Linked DNA regions of Sus scrofa: regions 2 and 3 are each linked to region 1. Evidence: chromatin contacts called from public Hi-C data. All regions are on one chromosome and are shown on one strand. The core of a region is the stretch at or near the end of the contact, and the rest is flanking DNA. Distances in the headings are between cores, read along the strand shown.

Evidence for each region. Hi-C and Micro-C count contacts between places; a contact is called where the count stands out from the background.
Region 2: a Hi-C map of brain shows a contact between it and region 1, with 5 times the contacts expected there. The contact joins two enhancer-like sites. A contact is called at or near these places in 7 of 47 Hi-C or Micro-C datasets (brain, embryonic fibroblasts, fetal heart ventricle and 3 more).
Region 3: a Hi-C map of brain shows a contact between it and region 1, with 5 times the contacts expected there. The contact joins the promoter of LHX2 here to the enhancer-like site in region 1. A contact is called at or near these places in 2 of 47 Hi-C or Micro-C datasets (brain and mesenteric adipose tissue).

Annotation. Positions count from the first base shown.
Region 1 is chr1:264,448,397-264,451,475 of Sscrofa11.1, reverse strand. The region is part of intron 13 of DENND1A (DENN domain-containing protein 1A); the gene reads left to right. Among named protein-coding and RNA genes, the nearest start is that of CRB2, 170 kb to the right of the region's middle. Within about 2 kb of position 1,700, at least 4 of the 83 cell types and tissues checked have an H3K27ac peak or open chromatin away from gene starts, as enhancers often do. A contact at or near this core is called in brain, where this site is marked.
Region 2 is chr1:264,771,251-264,774,294 of Sscrofa11.1, reverse strand. All of the region lies in intron 2 of DENND1A (DENN domain-containing protein 1A), which reads left to right. Among named protein-coding and RNA genes, the nearest start is that of DENND1A, 51 kb to the left of the region's middle. Within about 2 kb of position 1,349, at least 13 of the 83 cell types and tissues checked have an H3K27ac peak or open chromatin away from gene starts, as enhancers often do. A contact at or near this core is called in brain, where this site is marked.
Region 3 is chr1:264,898,925-264,902,242 of Sscrofa11.1, reverse strand. It overlaps LHX2 (LIM homeobox 2), which reads right to left and starts at 1,312. Exons shown (of 5, transcript NM_001170519.1): 1 at 1,100-1,312. The coding sequence starts at 1,219.

The DNA of each region.
Region 1 (3,079 bases), core at 451-2,950:
AAAAAAAAAAAAAAACTCCTCTTAAATATTGGCTGTGCATCTCCCATTTGGTGACCCCAGGTGGTTCTCAACCCCAGCTGTGGCTCAGAATCACCTGGGGGGCTCTTAAAGTGGCAACTATCTGGGCCCCACTCACAGAGAATATTGTCCACTTCCTGCAGTCCAGAACCAATGCCAAGGCCCACCACATCATCCCACCTCTGGTTCTCTGAATTGTCCACAGTCTTCAACCACGCGATGGTGAACAGCTTTATATAAATCTTCATTCACAGTCTGAATTATTTCCCTAGGTGAAATCCCCAATGTGGTTTTACTGGGTCTGAGGACCCAAGTACATTCAAGGCCTTTGATTCGTAAACTGAAGGAGAAAGCTGGTCACCAGAAACGGTTGGTAGCCTGGAGGGGAGACTCTGGGACAGGCCAAGTGGAGAGCAGCCCAGGGCCGAGGGTGGCCTGAGGGCTCGGGCCTGGGAGGCATGTGCAGGGCACCAGCTTCCCACCCTGGCTAGTGGCCACAGTCATGGGACTCAGGTCATTACAAAGTCAGAGTCTGGGTTTTTTGAAACATGAAACATGACAGACTAGAGGATGCTCTTTTCTGCTTGGCTCCCACAGGGCCAGGAGGGGCCGACCTCGCCCCAGAGGCAGAGATGAGCAACAGCTCCTCCATGCCTCAGAGCTCATTCGTTTGAAATTTTTAATTCCTTGGCCTTTTTTTTTTTTTTTTTTTTTTTTTTTTTTCATTTTCCCTCTCCTACTGGAAAAAATTCAAAATGCAGCTGGCTAGGGAGTCCCAAACTTCATTTTCTTTCCCCTGCCTGGAAGGGAAGAGGAAGGCACCCCCCTGGCTGAGTCCCAGCCACATGCCAGGCATCAGGCTGCCCCACTCCACCCGTGCCTTCTGCTGTGTGCCTGTCCCAGGGCCAGAAGGTCTGTGTGGGCTCCCTGGCAGGGTCTCTTCAGGGCCAGGTGGGTTACTCGTCCCAAGGATCAGAAAGTGAGACCTGAGGGTATCCAGCTGCAAGTCTCCTACCTGTTCAGTGGCCTTCCCCAAGGTCACCCCCCTTGTTGGCATCTGTGGTCTCAGAGATTCCCCATGAGCTCGTTGCTGTCCATGTTACAGATTGGGGAGAGTGGCTGAGGTTGCCCCTGACTTCTTGGCAAGTGTCAGAGCCAGGAATCAGACTCAGGTCGGCCTGACTTGAAAACCCAAGCTTCTTCCACCACACCACTTGCCCGTCTTTGTTCTGGTTGCCTCGTGTTTCACGTTAACAACCCGCTCTGCATTTCTAGCACCGGGCCCGGGTCATGGCAGAGCGAAGGCATCAGTGCATGTATTTGGAACAGTGGATGGAAGGATGGGTGAGAGAAATGAACAAACAGAGAAGTGTGTGATGCCGGGGTTGGCCCTGGGCCTCTGTTCAGTGCGTACACATTATATCCTGTCTTGTCTTTAGGCTTTGGAGGTTGGCGCTGCCTGGCAGAGGGGAGAGTGTCAGCAAATCACAAGGGCATGTGACCCATTTTTCAGTCACCTGGAGAATATGAGGTACAAAGCCCAAGATATTTAACAATATCAGCCAAGCCAACTTGTTCTTCTCCACTTAAATGACAGATCCACAAGCAGCCAGGCAGCCCCATTCGGAAAAACCCCCTTTATCCGTGTCAAGCGGCAGCTCAGGCTCTAGCTCATTTATTTAGGCCTTTCTTGCTCTCTGACACGCCTCCTAGCAGTTGCCAGGCAACTCTGGGAGTAGCAGTGTGTGTTAGGGATTAACTAGTTAGGGCTGGGGTCCTTTTTGGCAAGAAGGGGATGAAAGAAATGATTTTAATTGCTAGGCCAAGGATCCTTTCTCTGCTGGGTAGAAGATTGCAACTTTTGGAGGATGTGTATAGCAGTGTGGGTCCTGAATTTGCTGCGAATGGTCCCCTTTCTCCCTCCTCGGGAGACCAAATGAATTTTAAAAAGAGTCTTATTTTTCCTCACTCTTTTGTTTAAAATTATATCATCTTGAAATCTGAATAAGACTAACCAGCATCCTCTCTTTGGAAGACGTTTCTTAGCACAGTGGCCTCAGTTTTAAAGCACTTTCAAAAATAGAATTGTGTGCTTTAATTACATCCTTTTTTCTGTCCATAGTTTCTTCTTTCATAGCTCGTGCTACGTGGAGTCATCTTAAAGCAGCACATGTGAAGGTGCTTTTACCATATCTGGCCCATAGTCCCTGATAAATGTTAGCTCAAAGAGCAAAACTGATGGAGATTGGTGCTCCAACGTGCATTCTGTTCTGTGCCAGTAGCTGTGGAAAGGCCAGGGTAGATGGCCCACCATGAGTTGTTTGTTCAACAAGCTTGCGTGGCTCTCTCTGGGGCATTCTGCTGGTTGGGCTTCCCCATTATGAATGGAGAACAGCCCCTGCCCACAGGGAGCGACGGCTGAGGTGGGGACGGTAAAGCTAGTTGATGTCAGAGCCGCAAAGCAGGCTGTGCAGGCAGTAGGCAGCTCCTCCTGGCCAGCTTGCTTAGTCCTTCCCAGGAGGACCAGCTTCCAGAGTCAGCCATGGGTACGCTGGCATCATCCATCTTACAGCCCCTGATTTTGCACTTGATTCTGCTGAGTCATATTTATCCACCTAAAACCCCTTGAAGACAGAGAAGTTAAGATAAAAGCAGATTGATAGCCTGGCTTTCAAGCATGAACAGACGAGGCTGTGTTAGAGCAGGTCAGAAAAATACCATATATATCTGTCTCCTGTTTGAGTAACACCATTGATCTCATGGTTTTTTAAAAACAAACAAACTGTATATGGTCTTAGTATAACGGAAAATAGAAAAAATATTTACAAACTAGAAAAACTAAAATATCACTATACTTCAATTGAATGAACACAACTACCTCAACTACCTTTTGTAAATTCTTGCTAATTATTTTTCTTTATGAAGACTATCTACATAGTTACTATCAAATCTAAGTTAAAAATTTGTTTCTCCTCCATTTAACATTACAGCCTTGGCTTTTTTAGATAGCTGCAGAATATTCTATCAAGTACAGCTACCGTAATTTCCGTAACCACTCTAT
Region 2 (3,044 bases), core at 100-2,599, 320 kb before region 1:
AAGACCCCCACCAAAAAAAAATTTGGTATACAAACTGAACTCATGGTGCCACTTACTTTCTTGGGGAATTCATAAGATTTTCTAGTTTTTAAAATGAGCAGATAAGCTGTACCTTAATACTTGATTTAAGGTAACTTTTTGTCTACTTCTGCAATCTTTTTTTGTTTTCAATACAATTTATATTTGCCTTTTTCTGATATTATTTAATGCGTTATTTTTGCCATTATTTTTGCTATTTAGATGATTACAAAGAATCTGCCTTAAAATTAGTCTTTGTTCCTTGGATCTGCATCTCTGATCTCTGCCAAAATATCTGAGCAAACTTAGGTATAAAATTTACGCTCTACAGTACTAGTGTCTGGGCATAATCTTCTCTTTGAAGTTTGTTCGCATCCCCCAGGGGGATTAATTCCCTGCTGTGAGAAGGTGGGTTAGAAAGCACTGAAACTACTTTATGGGTCTTTAATTGGAGGATTTAGTATACATTTTGTTCTATAAATTTCTGTGAGAGTTTCATTCTTCTGATTTTCTTATACTATGCTATGTTATTTGCTCATTGTAAGAAAAAAAATTACTAAAAATTTTTAAGTTGAGTACATATTGCAGATTATCCTGGTGTGTATTTTTTTTTTTCTATTCATCTTTAAATTTTTAGTGGCTTGTTATAGTTTTTTGAGAACGTATAAAATTTAAAAATTCTTGAAGTTATAAGGAAGAAAAAAAATCATCACTCAGTAGTAACTACTGTGAATGTTTTGGATTTCCTTGTAGGCTGTGTGTGGGTGTGGGTGTGGGTAAATACATAAACTTTTCTCCCCAGCTTTTGCTACATGTGTGTGTTTTTCTTGTTCCTTTCAAATTTATTGTTAAACTTTCCCTTAAGTTAATATATCTTTGTAAAGATCATTTTAGTTGCTATAAATCATGACATCATGTTTATGTGCTGTATTTACTTATTAATCTTGAGATTATTCCCAGGGTTCTCCTGTTGTCAGTAATGCCATTGAACATCTTTTGTGTATAATCTTGTTATTTAGGTATGTGATTTTAATGTTTTAAAAAGAAGATAGGTTATTTTGAGTAGATCTTTGATCTACTTTGTTCCTAATTTTTTAATGCTTTCTTTTTTTGTCAGTTCCATTTTGTGTACTCTGATTTGTGTATTTGTTCAAGAACCCACTTGCATGGGAATCCAGAAAATGAACACAGTCCCCACCATTTGTGTAAGTTCCCAGAGCCGAGTTCAGCCTGTCAGACTGAAGGTCTCGAAAGAGGGTGCTCTTGGCAAGACGGATGAGCCTGCCTGGTCGCATGATCAGATGGTACTGGCCATGCTGAAACTCTGGAATGCATTGCAAACACTAGTGTCTCATTACAGCTGGCATCTCTGAGCCTGCTGTAGACACTCTTTGGCAGGCGCTTAGCACTGGGAGTGCAGCGGCATCGGGTTCTCAAGGCTGTTCTGCAGACCAGCTTCCGTCTGTGTCTGCTCCCCTCCTAGTGTTGTTAATACCTTAGCCCAGTGGCCACTTTTTAAAAAAGTAGTGGATAGTCAAGTTGAGAAACTGTTGTGAGAACTCTGTGAAAAGAATGCCTAAGATGAAATGCTTTGCTGAACTGAGTTTTGCAGCTACATCGGTGTTAGGCAGTGACCTTAAAAAAAAAAAAAAAGGCCAAAAACCAAAACAAACAAAACTGCCACCTGGCTTTATAATCTCTCTTAAGTATCTGTTCACATTTCTGACATTTCTGAATTATCAGTTTTATGAAGAAAACTGGATCTTGGCCAACTTAAGGTACTGAGAGCCAGATTTATTTTTCTGAACTTACACTTTGATTTTACAGGATTCCAGTTCTGGGATTTTGGCCTGTGATCAGTGTATGATCAATATTATTAGAAATTTTTAATTTTTTTAATTTTTATTTTTTGTCTTTTAGGGCTGCATTTGCAGCATATGGAGGTTCCTAAGCTAGAGGTCGAATTGGAGCTATAGCTGCCGGCCTACATCATAGCCACAGCAACAGAGCATTCAAGCCATGTCTGTGACCTACAGTGCAACTCAGAGCAACGCCAGATCCTTAACTCACTGAGTGAGGCCAGGGATTGAACCTGCATTGTCACGGATACTAGTGGCTCAGTGGAAACGAATCTGACGACGGGAACTCCCATTAGATATTTTTTAAAAATTGACTTGGAAAAATAAACAATTTATGCTGTCTTTAAAAATGACGTGGAAGGGGAGAAAAGCCCTTTTAAAAGTTGTTAAACTTCAGATAAAAATAAGGATATTCTTTGAGGTATAACACAATTCATCTTATTTCTTTTCAAGAATAAGATAATAAATCAGTAAATTTTTGAAGAATGATGACACAGTAGCTAACTTTTTTGAGTCATTATGACTCATCACTTGTCTTTTAGAGTTCCTTTTAAAGCCTTGAACAACCCTCTAACATGGGTCTTATTTTTGAGGAACTGAGGCTTAGAGAGGTTAATGTAATTGTTCAAGTTGGACAGCCACAAGTGGTAGAATCAGGATTTTAATTTCATTCCTGTGGCATCTTCCTCAAAATAACTGGCTAATATTACCTGTACATGTAGTAGAAAAATCAGATAATGTAGAGGAAGAAAAATTAGGCTTATAGAGCAAATCAGGGAAGAGGGAGTTTTTAGTCATGAAAGATAAAATGGTTTTTTTTTTTTTTAAATTGAAGTATAGTTAATTTACGTTAATTATATTGTTTCAGGTGTGTAGCAAAGTGATTCAGTTGCACATGTGTATATACTTCCAGATTATTTTCCTTTATAGTTTATTACAAGATGTTAAATATAGTTCCCTGTGCTACACAGTAAAGCCTTGCTGCTTATCTGTTTTATTTTTAGTTTCGTATCTTTTTTTCTGGCCTTCCTTGCAGCATGCAGAAGTTCCTGGGCCAGGGATCAAACCTGTGCCACAGCAGTGGCCTGAGCCATAGCAGTGACAGCACAGGATGTTTAACCTGCTCCGCCACCAGGGATCTCACAAACTACTCTAATTTATCCCTCT
Region 3 (3,318 bases), core at 63-2,562, 450 kb before region 1:
GGCCATTAAAAGTCAACCTCCACACAGACTCCTCTCCAGAGACGTGGTGGAGTTCCTGGCCCCTAACCCCAGTGATCTCTGGATCCTTAAGCGGAAGGTTTAGGCCAGGGCAAATCGCTCAACCTCTGCCCCTCCACCACCTCTGCCCCACTGGCTGGGGCCCTCTTGGGTGCTGAGAGATGGTGAGTGGGGTGCATGGGCACCCTCAAAGTCTCTGAGTGCACGACAGGCCCAATTCAAATCCTCCCCTAACCAAACTGACAGGCTGAGAGGGTTTAACTCCAGAAGACAAGTTCAGAAGCAGAGGCGCTGGAGCTGCTGCTCTTCCTTTCCAAGCGAGAAGCTTCGCTCGTGCTCCCCACCTCCTCTGCCTCTAAAGGTCACTTCTGGGCCCGGCTTGGACAGTGTCTGCTCCTCTGGCCCCCAGAGACGTCTGAGGCAAGGAACTGGCTATTTGGGGCTGAGCTGGTGGAGCCAGGTGTGGAGATCCGACTGGACTCTCCTTCCACAAGGGCCAGGCCAGAGCCTGAACTCCCGGCGCTAACCCGGCCAAGTCGGACCAGCCAGGAGGCCCAAGACGCGATCAACGAAAAAGCGCTGGCCCAGAGGACTCCGACCCGTGAAACTGTGCTAGGGAGGGAACCTGATCGCCAGGAAGCAGGGAACGGCCCAAGTCGGCTGGAGCCCCAGTGCTGCCGGTTGGTTCGTCCTTCCCCGCGCCTCAGGCGGCGGCGCCAGTAGCCAGAGCCGGTGGTGGAGGAGAGCGCGGAGGCTGGCGACCGAAAAGCCGGGAAAAGTGAGAAGAGAGCCATCCGGGCCTCGGGTAGGACTTCGCTCCCACTTCGGGAGAAATCCTCTCTTCCACCCTGAGGGTCTGAAATTTCGGTTTCAACCTTGTTTCCCTCCTCCGCCCCAGCAGCCGGGTTTCCCCTGAGCCGGGAGCTACGGGCCTCGCATCCTGTCCGCGGATCCCCAGCGTCCAGTCCCGTGCGGCACGAAGGACGCTCTCCAAAGTGCCCCCAAACTTAGGAGAGCAGAGGCGCAGACCGAACCGGCCCCATCCCAGCTTTTCGCCCCGACCCCGCAGCCGTGCGCCTACCGTCTCCGTGTCGCCGCGGTCGATGGCGGAGCTGATGGCGGGAGCCTCGCTCTTGGCCCTGCGGTCCATCTCGTCGATGACCCCGTGCACCTCGGGGCCCGACAGACTGTGGAACAGCATCGCGGCGGGACCGGCGGGGCCGGGGGCGCGGCTCCTCCGCGGGAGGGCTTGCCCCCGCCTCAGCTGCCTGGCGCTCCCCGCGCTAACGGGCCCGGTGCATCGCCACCGCGGCCCCGGCCCCGCCCGAGCTCGGCTGCGCCCCCAGGCCGGGCTCCGGGCCCTGGGCGCCCGCGGGCCAGGACGCCTCCCGCCGAGGCGCTAGGGCAGCTACATCGCGGGGCGCCTGGGCGGCGGCGCCAAAGCCAGGGTCACAAGGGCAGGGGGCGGGGGGGGGGTGCTGTGCGGGAGGGGGTGGGAGACCAGGGCAGAGGTCGCCACCCGCCGCGGGCGCTTTCACGCTGCGGGCATCGCCGGCCCGGCTTCGGCGCCCCGGGCGCAAAGCAGAAGCGCAAAGTCTGCCCGAGGCGGCGACGGCTGCAGTCGGGGCTCACCGGGGTGCGACTAGGTGCCCGCGGCGGCCCAGCTGCCTAGACCTCTCCCCTCCCCAGGGTGTGCCCTTAGCCCAAGGCGACCCGCTTAGGCGCTGGGTCGGCTACTGGAGTGGGGATTTCTCCGAAGCCAGCGAGCCGAGCAGAGACACCGGGAGAATTGAAGAGGAGGAGGAGGAAGAGGAGGAGGAGGAGGTGGAGGAGGAGGTGGAGGAGGAGGAGGAGAAAAAGGAGGAGGAGCAGAGTAGGAGGAGGAGCCGCCGGCCGCGGGCCCAGCCGCGCGCAAGGCTCTCCAAGAGCGCGCCGAGCCCAGCCCCGGCTCTGCAGTCCGCGCCAGCCAAGCGTCCGCGCCTTTTCTACAGCCGCGCCTGACATCACGTCCTGCCGCCGCCCCATTGGCCGCCCGGCACCCCGGGCCCTGGCAGCGCGTGCTCCGGGAAGGCGGGAGACCGGAGAGGGAGGGGAGCAGCAAGAGGAGGAGAGGAGCGAAGAGATGGTGGGAGCTGGTGGGCGAGGCTGGAGGGCGGGGGCGGGAGGGAGGAGGGAGAGCGCGGGGTTTGGAGTTTTAAGCTACGAACTGTTTCCTGTAATTTCTTTGGGAAGGAAAATTAAACCCTCTCTCCCCGCCATCTCCATCCTAAGAAGACGCAGCCACTAAAGGATGCTTGAGGAAGTCTCCCTCCAGTCTCCCCTCGGCCCGGAGCCACTCCTCGCGCACCGGCTGGGGAGGCCTGAGAAGGCAGGTCCGGAGCAGAGCTGGGGGAGCCCTCGGCCGCTTCCCGCCGAGTTCTTCCTTTGGCCCAAGCTTCGCGCCGCGGGCTGCGGACTACCGCGCAGGCCTCCTGCGGACCCAGCAGAGCCAGAGAGGCAAGAATCGGCGGGAGCCGTGGCTCCCGGGGAGTGGGGCCAGCCAGTTATCCTCGCTTCCAGCGAGCTAGGGCCCAATTAAAGGCCCAGCAGTGCAGCTCCTTCTCACTCTTCTAGGTCTCTTTCCAGCCAGGAAGAGTGGGCGAAAGCATGGCTTTGGGACTGTGAAAGGCATGGCTTAAGATCCTAGTTCTTCCATTTACTTTCAGTGTAACCTTAGGCAAATGACTTCACTTCCCGGAAGCCTGTTTCTGATCTTTAAATGAGGGTCAAGAAAGCCCTGTCCACATGGATGTGATGAGCGAAAGAGATCACGGGTGTAAACTGCCTGGAACATAGTAGGCACTAAGCAAATTCTCCCATCATTCCCTTTTCCCCTTCCATCTCCTCCCTCTAAAAACTTTCTCACTTGAGCTACCTTAGGCAACAGCAGCGAGGTTATTAAGGATCACAGGCCCAATCTCTGTTGGGTACATCATGCCACAATACAGTTAGAGAAGGGACTCCATCCTGACACCTGCCTGCACCTTTTCGCCAAGGACCAACACCCTGGTGTGCCATGTAAATCCCAACGGCCATTCCAGACTTCAGGCTCAACCGAGAGTCTCCTGGGAGTGATTCTAGGGTGGGTGGTGAAGCTGGATTTAGGAAACAAAAAGTGAACGTAGAGAAAAACTGAATGAGCTAGTCAGTTACAGAGTCCCATCTCCTGACTCTGCTCTGGAGGCAGGTCTGTGTGAAGTGACTTGCTTACCAGCAGGAGGGAAGGGACTAGTCAGGAGATGTGCAGTTTATCTTAGAGGG